2 separate regions of the Mus musculus genome follow, and region 2 is linked to region 1. The links are chromatin contacts, called in public promoter capture Hi-C maps. All regions are on one chromosome and are shown on one strand. The core of a region is the stretch at or near the end of the contact, and the rest is flanking DNA. Distances in the headings are between cores, read along the strand shown. Region 1 holds the start of Iqsec3 (IQ motif and Sec7 domain 3). Region 2 holds the start of Pex5 (peroxisomal biogenesis factor 5).

Evidence for each region. Promoter capture Hi-C pulls out the DNA fragments that hold promoters and counts their contacts.
Region 2: a contact with region 1 is called in a promoter capture Hi-C map of second pharyngeal arch cranial neural crest. The contact joins the promoter of Pex5 here to the promoter of Iqsec3 in region 1. A contact is called at or near these places in 1 of 39 promoter capture datasets (second pharyngeal arch cranial neural crest) and 1 of 115 datasets of contacts at active chromatin or transcription factors (astrocytes).

What each region holds. Positions count from the first base shown.
Region 1 is chr6:121,470,970-121,476,370 of GRCm38.p6, forward strand. It overlaps Iqsec3 (IQ motif and Sec7 domain 3), which reads right to left and starts at 2,709. Exons shown (of 14, transcript NM_001033354.3): 1 at 2,056-2,709. The coding sequence starts at 2,594.
Region 2 is chr6:124,411,953-124,416,869 of GRCm38.p6, forward strand. Pex5 (peroxisomal biogenesis factor 5) reads right to left here and starts at 3,115. Exons shown (of 16, transcript NM_001277805.1): 1 at 3,021-3,115; 2 at 2,335-2,498; 3 at 2,055-2,090; 4 at 1,617-1,749; 5 at 1,317-1,448. The coding sequence starts at 2,481. D830015G05Rik (a long non-coding RNA gene) reads left to right here and starts at 3,120. Exons shown (of 4, transcript XR_378022.4): 1 at 3,120-3,939.

The sequences.
Region 1 (5,401 bases), core at 1,459-3,958:
AGCTAATGTTACGATAAACCCCTTAGTGCCTAGTAACATGTTCACAGCATCTTCCATTGCCTTCCACCATGCTGGTTGGTTCTTATTTTTGGTCCATGGGAAGCAGAAACAGGGTAGGGAAGACAGAGTTCAAGGATGTCACATGGTATTGACATGTGAGGCCCGAGAGGAATCCAGGTGATTCCTCAACCTCTGGACTCCTAGCAGGAACATCTGTATAGAAGGCATGGGCTCTCTGGGACCCTTTGGGGGCCACAGAGAAGTCTTTCTCCAAGAACAAGATCAGTCATCAATTCTTATCAATCACAGCTTCCCAACAAGTTGCAAAGACACTGAGGCTGTAATAGGAGAGAAAGAGGATACCAGATATAATGAGGAGAGAATTCAAGTGAAGAATTCTAAGTGTCAGGCCTCTATGGCTGCCCCCATGGTAGTGGGGTGGAATTGTTCCCTCTGTTGGGGGAAAAGGCTATATAATATCGTGGAAGAATGTTGCCTTTAGCTGAGTTGTGGACATTGAGGAAAACCCAACTCTCTGGTTTTCAGACCAAGGGGGGAAAAAAAAGACAGCCATAAAACTGAAAGACAAATAGGCCACGGAGGATTTTTTTGGGTCTTGAATCAGATGCTTCAGGTCTATCAAGCCAGGTCATCCCTGAGCTTCTGTGCTTCTGTCCAAACCTACCCTGTGATCAAGCATGCCTACTTCACCTTTTAAACTCCACTTTGATGGGAGAGGAAAGTGAGGTAGGGGGCAGAGAAGAGGTGAGCTTTTAAGTGATGCAGCCAGTCTTCACAAGTGTCTTCCAGACATAAAGCACATGCAAATAGAGATGAGGCACTCGGCGGCTCTCCTCACTTGCCCCTCCCTCTCCTGTAGCATCACACCATGAAGGCCACTGCTAACCAGGTACTGATTGCCACGGGGCTGTTCTTCTCTCGCCTGTCTAAAAAGAAGCAATACTGACAGCATCGCCAGGCTCTTTCAATACAGAGGAGAAAACGTTCCAGCCCCCTTTATCTCATCCTCCCACATTCCTATACCATGGACCTCACAAGTGAAAAGAAATCTTGAGGCCCTAGACTCTGCGTGGGGACAATTAATATTTCTCCTGGAATCCAAGATGAGGTTTCCTAATAACCAAAGGGAAACAAGGCTTGCCATAAGAGGCCACCACAGAGATTTATAGAGGCATTACATTCAAGAAACTGCTTTCCAGCTGTCTCTGATCTCATTGTTCTCTTCCCATGATTTGAACCCAGATAAGCTTCTGAGTCAGTGGAGAGCTCCAGCCAGGTGAGTCCTCAAGCTGAAACAGAGACATCCAGGAGTCTGGAGGGTTGTTTCTGCGTATGCCTTGGCACTATAGAGGCTCAGCATAAAGATGTTCACTTGGGTCAGAAGGGAGAAAGCTTTCCCAAGTGAGCCACTCCTGGCTCTGACTCCCACTGCATCAGATAAAGAGCCAGCTCCTTCCCCTGGGCAGCGCTGTCTCCCACCATTCATCTTCCTGTATCCAGCTCCCCTGCCTGTTCCCGTTCCCCCCCCACCTCCTGTCCTTTGCTTTATCCTACCCACTCTAATCCTTGCTGCTGGACCCCAGCCCCTATAAAGCGCTTAAACTTCCTGATCAAGTCTGTTTTGGTGTCTCACTCTTTATTTAAACAGTTGTACTATGCAAACTCACTTCCGAATTTTTCCTAGCTTAAATCCTTCAATGGTCCCCTGCTTTGGCTTAATTTTTTTGCCCCCAACTTCCTCCCAATTTTATCTCCCTTAATTTCTGGAAGTTATCATTATCCCCAACCAGTTAAAGCCCATTCCTCTCATTTTTTGCTCCAAAGATGGTCCAAATACTTCCTTTGGCTCCAACCACCACAGACCTTCCAACGCGGATCTCAAGCCCTCCTTTGCGGGACTCTCCTTGACACATTTTTTTACCCAAGGCATTTTTGCCCGCTTCACTTCACAGTGCTCAAGTCCTTCACTCTTACACACAGATTTCCCATTTCCTCACACCCACTTGCTTCTCCCACCTCCTTGTCCCCACTCACTCGGGTCTCCTGCTCAGGACGCCCTTGCCGAGGGCGGCGGGGGATGCGTGTTGAAGCAGGGCTCCCGCGGCAGCACAACAACTCGAGGGACGCTCCTTCTCCTTGTCAGCTATGGCCCCGGGTGCCACCGGGTGCTGGTGGGGCGACTGAGGAGTCTGAACCCTGCTGCTGGGTGCAGGTTGGGGCTGCGCCAGGAGCTGACCGTGGTGCTGAAGCGGCGGCTCCGGTGAAGCGGGTATGAGCTGTCCGTGGTCCTGAAGCGGTTCCTGGGCCGCAGCGGCGGCCGGAGCAGTGACTGCAGGAGCAGGCAGTGGGGCAGACGGCGGCGGGGGAACCAGCCCAGGCGGAGGCTGGGCTTGCAGCAACTGCTGGTGTTCCCACAGGCTGCGGTTCTCCGCGCTCAGCTCGTCTAGACGCCGCTCCAGCTCATCGATGCGCTGGCGCTGGGTATGGATGAGGCTTTGCTGGTTCTGCACGATGGCCGTGAGCTCCTTGAGGTAGAGCACGGCGCGCACCGGGTTCTCCAGCAGGCTCTCCATGCCGCCCGCCGCCGCCTGCGCCCTGCCTGCGCCTAGGCGGGCGGCGGGGAGCGTGAGCGCGCAGGAGCCCAGCAGCCCAGCAGCTCTGGCGGTCGGTGGCCTCCCTCCCTCTCTCTCCCTCCCCTTCCCGCCGTCGCCTGCGCGTCACCGCCACACAGGCATTCGCACACGCACTGAGGGGCGGACCGGCGCCAGGGCCCACCTCCCACCTCTGGGCTTCGTGAGGAACCCTGCTTCCCGCGGGGGCGTAGGAGAGGCGGGTGGGGATGGGGAGCAGAGGGGAAGAGGCTGGGTCGAGCAAAATACTCTATGAAAATCCAGGATGGAGATCAGTCCTACCAGGGAAGAAGGAAGAGCCAACCCAAGCAGAAGCGCTGGGAAAGTGCTATAGAACTAAGACAAAAAGGAAGCCGCCAGAGAAAGATGAAGAATAAAGGAAGCTGCCAAAGACATAGAGAAGTACAGGCACCCAGCTCTAAAAGGTCACAGTCACGTTTTCCTGTATCTAGGCACCTCAGAGGCAGGGCCCATTTTTAAGACCTTCTAGGGAGGAGACACACCTGCCTTTTTGATGCTCAACAATTTGCTCTGTAGGATGTCCGTGAACAGTTATGAGACCCTAGAGAACAAGGCGTGTGTCTGTTGCTTAGTTCTGGCGGGGGTAAGTTAAGGCAGGAAGGCTGCACATGCAGGGATTTTTCTCTGGAAATGAGATCTCATGGCTCTTTGGACCTCTCTGACAGGAACAGAAACCAAATAGAACCTCTGAGGTTCCCGCTTCCAGAACCTTCTGAAGCAACCATTCTTTTTGACAGTTAGGAAGCACATGCAATTAGTAAATACTGGACTAGGAGATGATATAATAAAAACTACCAGGATGGATTTGTTGGCTTCTTGTAGCTTATAAGCAGTGGATCAAAGACTTAATAATTAATTTTGAAAGGTGGGAGTAAGACAGAGCTGTGATCAGAGTGTTGTAGGAGTCACCAGTCTGGGGATCTCCGGAATGCTTCTTGGAAGAATTAACATTTGAGGAGGGAGGGGTTTTCCTGGAAGCTCAGAGACATGAATCAACATGGAATTATCTGTTAATTTTTCAGTTTTTGCACATAACATCCACTAGATGCAGCATTATACTAGGTCAGCCAGGAGGAAAATTAAGGCAGGAAGGCTGCTAGGGCTAGATTTTTCTCTAGAAATGAGGTCTCAGGGTATTTGGAGTAATAATTCATATGCAACAGTGTGCGCTCATTCTGACTACACAGCTCCGTGGATTTTGACAGTATACACCCGATCGCTCATCACTACAAACAAAAAAACTGTTACGTGTAATAAGCACCCCTCTGCTCTGTTCAACTTCTTGTCCCCAGCCCCAGCTAAGCACTCATCTGCTTCCTCTAAACACACATTAGTTTTGCCTGTTGTGGAATCTAATATTAACGAAGTCACATAATGTATACTTGCTTGTGTCTGATATGTATGTGGTCCCTCCATTCCGTTACAAATACCATTAATTTCTTTTTTATTTTGGAGTGGTATCAACAACAGACATAGCATAGTTTTTTTTTTTTTCTTCCTTTATTTGCTGATGCTGTTGGTGGACATTTTTGTTGTTTAGCACTTTTTTCTTTTTTTGCAGGTGCAAGCTGACAAGTGACTCACTGTTGTTCTGAAGCTGAGCTCGGAGACAGCTTTTGGTTCTCTCTCTCTCTCTCTCTCTCTCTCTCTCTCTCTCGTTCACTGCAGTCTTTATTGGTTACACACTTCCTTGTTATACAATGATACATAATCAAAAGCCTTTTTATTATTTTCCTCAGACTCATTATTTTTCCTGAAAAACCCCACATAACTATTTCAGCAGAAAGCACTATGCACACATGAAGTCACAGTCCAGCATCTGCACAAGCAAGTTATACAATAACTCTTAACTCTCAGAAAGAAATAAACCTCGGAATCACAGGCCATCCAGGCATGAACTTGCAGTTACAGAATTACATGAGAGCAGAGAAGTAGCGCTTTTATTTTAAGAAAGAAAAGTTCACTGAGCTCACTGCACAGGGAAAATGGGCTGTGTAGTAATGAAAACACTGTTATCAGCAGTCTGCTCTGCCTGTATAGAATAAGCGTCTATTGTTACCAGAGGACCGGTGGAGATGCTTTGTCAAGAGTAAAAATCTAGAATTGGAATTCCGGATTGTTTAAATTAGGATGAAACTTCCTAGTGACCTTGCCCAGTGGTTGTGCTTTGGTTCCCAGCAGCTGTGCTGAGGCCTCCGGTTTCTCTCCTTTCCAGGGTTTCTTTTTTCTGGGTTTAGTTCTGGGCCGACTTTTATTTTCTTTCAGTACTTGCAAGCACAGTTCCTGGGTCCGTGGCTTGCATTTTCGGACGAGAAGTTTATGCCCATTCTTACTCCCATCATGACTCAAAGAAGGAGAAAAGCAGAAACACAGTGAATGACGGGGAGCCGAATCCGCAGGCGCGGTCTGGAGACAGCTGCTCTAAATATGTTTAAGGGCTTAAAGATATATATGAACACAATGGGGCAAGAAATGTGATTTTACAAAAAAAATAACTAAATGGAATTTATAAGCAGTGTTTCACCCCCTAGGAATGTAATATCTGAAATGAAATTTATACTGGATGGGCTTCCCAGCAGATGTATATTGCAGAAGTTCTAAGCATCAGTGAGTTCAAACATAAACTCTCTAGATTGTCTAATGTTTCTCTATAGGTCATTGAGTCTCTGGTGTCATGTTCTCAGTTTTTTAATTTTCTCTGTTACAGCTTGAAGATTCAACTGTATAAA
Region 2 (4,917 bases), core at 1,865-4,364, 2.9 Mb after region 1:
GAAAAAAAAAAATTGGGCTGGAGAGATCACTTAGTGGTTAAGAGCACTGACTGCTCTTCCAGAGGTCCTGAGTTCAATTCCCAGCAACCACACAGTGGCTCACAACCACCTGTAATGGGATCTGATGCCCTCTACTGGTGTGTCTGAAGAGAGCAACAGTGTACTCAGAAATAAAATAAATAAATCTTTAAAAAGAAAAAACATTAAAACCAAAAACCAAGTCACTCACAATGCTGCTTTATCTTAAGCAAGTCATAAACTCAGTATTCTTATCTAGAAAATGGTCCTAAAAACAACAGCTAGAACTTGGGATCTTGCAGAGATAAGTAAACAACACATTCAATGCACTTAACACAGAGAAGCTGATATTATTTCTATTGTTACAGATGATCTTTACCCTCAAAGACCATCCATAAAGAAATTAGTTTCTAAAACCCATACAGATACAAAGTTCTGAAGACTGAAGTCTCTTACGTGAAATGATATATTTACATATAACCCACAAAAATCCTCCCATTATTCTGACATCTCTAGATGACTTATAATACCCTATATAATGTAAATGTTACATATATAGCAATTATATCAATTAGGAAATAGTGAATACACACACACACACACACACACACACACACACACACACACATGGCCAGGCATAGTGGTTCATACTTGTAGTCCCAACATTCAGGAGGCGAGGGCAGGAAGATCTCAGTTACACTGGAATTTGGAGGACAGTCTGGACTACAGAGATCCTGTCTAAAAACTCAAAGAGCATGTATACGTTTAGTGCAGACATACATTTTCCATTTTCTATCCACAGTTTGTTCAATCTACAAATGAAAAGCCAATATATATACAGGCAGCCTAGCCAGACTTCAGGGTTCTGAACTCCACAATCAATTTTCTCAGACCCCAGTCCTACTCAAGATGGTTGAATTGCCAGAGTCCTAGGTGCCGAGATGAATACTGCTCTCTTCCTGGGCTACCCATCCAATCTCTAGCTCCTCTCCACTAGACTTAAGCAGTCAAGTTACTGATAAAGAGGCAGATCTAATCTCTCATTCATATTCTCTCTCTCCCTCTCCACCCCCTCTCTTTTTTTTCCAACCAAACCCACTTTTCTCTTTATTATGTTTTGATTACCTACAATTGTTATAAGAAGTCACATTTAACATCCTACAGAAATGAATCAAGAAACTAGAAAAGTCATTAGTAGCGAAAATCACCTTCCATCCCAAGAGGAATCAGGACGCCCAGCAACACAGGACATGTAAATGCTCCCTAACAACTACTACAGATGTCCCCACAAGCCTCACCTGTAACTTCGGCGATGAATTCTTGGGACCAGTCGGTCTCATTATAATCTTGAGCTACATCCACAGCATCTCCAGCTGCAAGAAACTCCTGGGCCCAATTCTCAGACAAGGCCAAATCTGCCACACCAGGGGCTTAAAAGAGACAAGAGAAGACTAAGAAAAAAAGAAAACAGGTTCCTTCACACTCACTCATGGGCAACACCTCCTTTTTCTCCTCAGCATCTCAGTCCCCCGATGCCAGCAAAACCCAAGGATGGAAGCCCTCTGGCCTCTTCCCGTCTTACCAGGCCCTGAACCCACCTCTCTGAGGAGCCTGGCGAAAGTTTGACTGTTCAATCTCCTGCATCTCTGCCAGGAGGTCATCCATCTTGAAGGTCTGAGGGGCTCGGGATACAAGAGTTGCATTCTGGTCCTGCAGGAATTCTGACACCAACTATTACAGAGAGATGGTCGGATGAACATTAGGATCAGAGGGCCTCAGCCAGAGGCAGGGCCCACTGATGTTGGACAGAGAAACGAAAACTGGAGATAAATAAAGAAAAAAAAAAATCTATCTGTAAATTTGGAAACCAGAAAAATACCCCAAAAAGTAGACGAAAACATTGGCAGGCAATCTCATTTGGTAAAGAGAGTTCAAAGACTGAAGTATGAGTGGACTGATTTAAAAAAAAAAAAAAATCACCACAACCCCCCCCCCCAAAAAAAAAAAAAGACAGAAAAGAAACTTGCTCTGTTTACCTCGTCTTCAGTTCCTACTCCCAAAGGCTTGGAAACCTAAGATAAGAAGGAAAGAGACAATAGCAGGCTACAACCCAACTCTAACTCTACTGCTTAGGTGGCCTGAGGCAAGTCAAGAGCCTTCACAAAGCCTCAGCTTCTTTGTCTATAAAATAGTAGTCCTTGTCTGTGTAAAGCCGCACAAGGCTCACTCCAGTGTTACTGAATGGTGACTGCTATTACTTTAACACAGAGAAAGCAGCTGTCAGGTGGAAGAAATAGGCTCTCCTAGAACACTCACGGTCTCTGCTGCTGAGGCTCCCGGAGGCCAGGGGCCAGGCCTCAGTCCCTCCTGCCGAAGGGCCTTGTCCTGGGTGAAATGGGTGGCCAGCTTCATCAGCGGGTTGGCACCCCCACATTCGCCCTCCACCAGCTCCCGCATTGCCATGGTGACCAGCAGCTTCCCTGATGGACAGAAGATTAGAACTGTGGTCGGGAAGCCAGACTTTCCCAACGCACGCCTCAGGCCCTATCTAGAGCAGATGGGCCCACGACGGCTCCACAAGGGCCAGGCCCCCGGGGCCACCCCCCGAGGTGTGTCTGGAGTCCAAGAGGAGGCTGTGTCCTGCCTTCCCACTCGAAACGCTGCTTTCGGCTCGGGCTTCCCCTCCAGCGGACGGCAGCTCAGACACCACCCGCCAACAGCAGCTCTACAAAAGGGCCTGGACCCCTGGGGAGCACGGGGAGCGCATCATAAACACGGCTAGACCCGAACTCTAACCTGACGAGGGACAGCGGGGACGCCTTCCACCGTACACCGGGACCCACACCCCCGGTCAGGCGCCAGCTGCGGGTCCCGATCCCAGCTCGTGTCACCTGAGCCCCCTCCCCGGCCGCGCCCGTCCCCGCCCAGCGCCCCGCGCCCCCAGCCCCGTCGCCCCAGCCTCGACCCCGTCCCACGAGGCCACCGCAGCGGCGGGGACTTACGGGCCTCGACCCCGCGCCCCCAGGCTCCAATGCTCGCCGTCGCGGGCCGCACCGTCCGACCGGCCGAGGCACCCGGAGTGGGCTGGGGGAAGGGAGGGGGCGGGAGCAAGGGGGCGGGACTCGGCCTTAAAGGGGCCGGGACGGCGGCGCTGCGGCCCAGCTCAACGGAAACGGGTAAAGGGGCGGGGCCTCAAGCTTGCGCAGCGTGATGGGCGGAGCCGAGATCCTTAAAGGAGACAGTCCTGGACAGTTGGATTGGGGAAACCTGCAGTAGTCCCTAGAACGCCAGGATTTATTAGTGGAAAACTCAGAGGACTGGAGCTAGAAGAGGCCTCTCTGGCTTTGGAGAAAAACCAAGGTTTCAGGTTCCACGGTTCAGCTCTCTTTCCTGGTTCTCCTGCACCTCTAAATCGCCCAAACTGAGCCCGGGAGATTTCGGAGGTCAAATCTATGACCTGCTTCGGCCTCCTAGGCCTGACCCCCCTTCCAACAGACGCTCCTTCAGGACAGCGTCACAGCCTCCAAGGAGACAGGGGCCTGCCTCTACCATCTCTGCGTAATGAAGAAAATAGCTCCGGATGATGACAAATTCTGGTGACTAAAATAGGGTCCAACGCATTTTGAGACCTCAATCCTGTAATGGATGGGGAGAGTGCTGTGAGTCACTCCTCTCTCCTCTTTCCTACTGGTCAAGGTCACGATGGCCTGATTCCCTGCAGCTCCAAGTTGGGGAAACGTGGCAAGGAATACCTTTGATCAGGGAATATGAACCTAAGCCTCAGGCTCCACCATCTGCCAGAGAAATGGCTCGGGTGCCAGACCTCAAGGTCACACTGGAAAGCAAACCTTGATAGCTCACCTAGGTCCAAGACCGACGGACTCCTTGACGTCCTGAGAAGGGGAGGGGTTCAGAGTGCTGGTAGGTGGGCTAGGAGGAAACTGGTTCTAGAAAGGCCTGACGTACGTCCCAACCCGGGGTGCGGGAGAAGCAGGTAGTCTGTAGGTGGCGCCCTGGGGCAGGCTTGGTTCTTTGCTGCCCTGATGATTTCAAAGGTAGCCTTCCTCAGGGAACACAGGCAGTGTAAATTCGTCCCTGGGAAAATAGAAATTGCCCTTATAACTGCAGTGGTTGAACAAGGCAGAATATTGTGCAATGTTTCTGTCTTTAGTACACTGTCAGTATCTTTCAGAGGCCCTAACACACACACATACACCCATTCTCCTTGACCACAAATTTCATCCCTGTCCACTGTTTCCAGGCTGCCATTGTAAAGAAAAAAACACCTAGCAACGAATAAACTAAACCACACCAAGGAGGAAAGGATGCCATCTTGGAAGATGAATATGTTAAAACAGGAGAATCTCTGGAGAAAGCAGTGTTTAAGGAAAGCATATGATGGTTTGAATTTCTGGTCATGGGGAAATGGGAGAGCATCTCCCAGAAGCATTCAAAACGCATCACACACATAACCTCCTACTCTGCTAGGAGGTTAGTAACTGATTAGCAGGAATTTACCATGCCAAGATCTTGGGAGAATAATTGAGATAATAACCGATGCTTATGAAATGCATGTTAACCCCCAGGTGTTGCCTTAAGCACTTGGTGAGCATTAGCACTTTTAATCATAATCTTCATAATACTCCTATGAGAAAGCTATTACTAACCTCCTTTTACAAATAAGACTTGCACAAAAATCAAATAGCTAGGAAGTCAGAATCGATGCAAGCAGTTGGCAGCGTGGCTCAGTGGTAGAGGTGTTTATACACAGGCCTAAGGGCCTGAATTTAATCCCTTGGGCCCACAAAGTAGCAGAAAAGTTATTTCCCCTGAGAGTTGTGTACACACACACACCACACATACATCGTATACCGCACACAAATTTAAACAGTGCAAGCA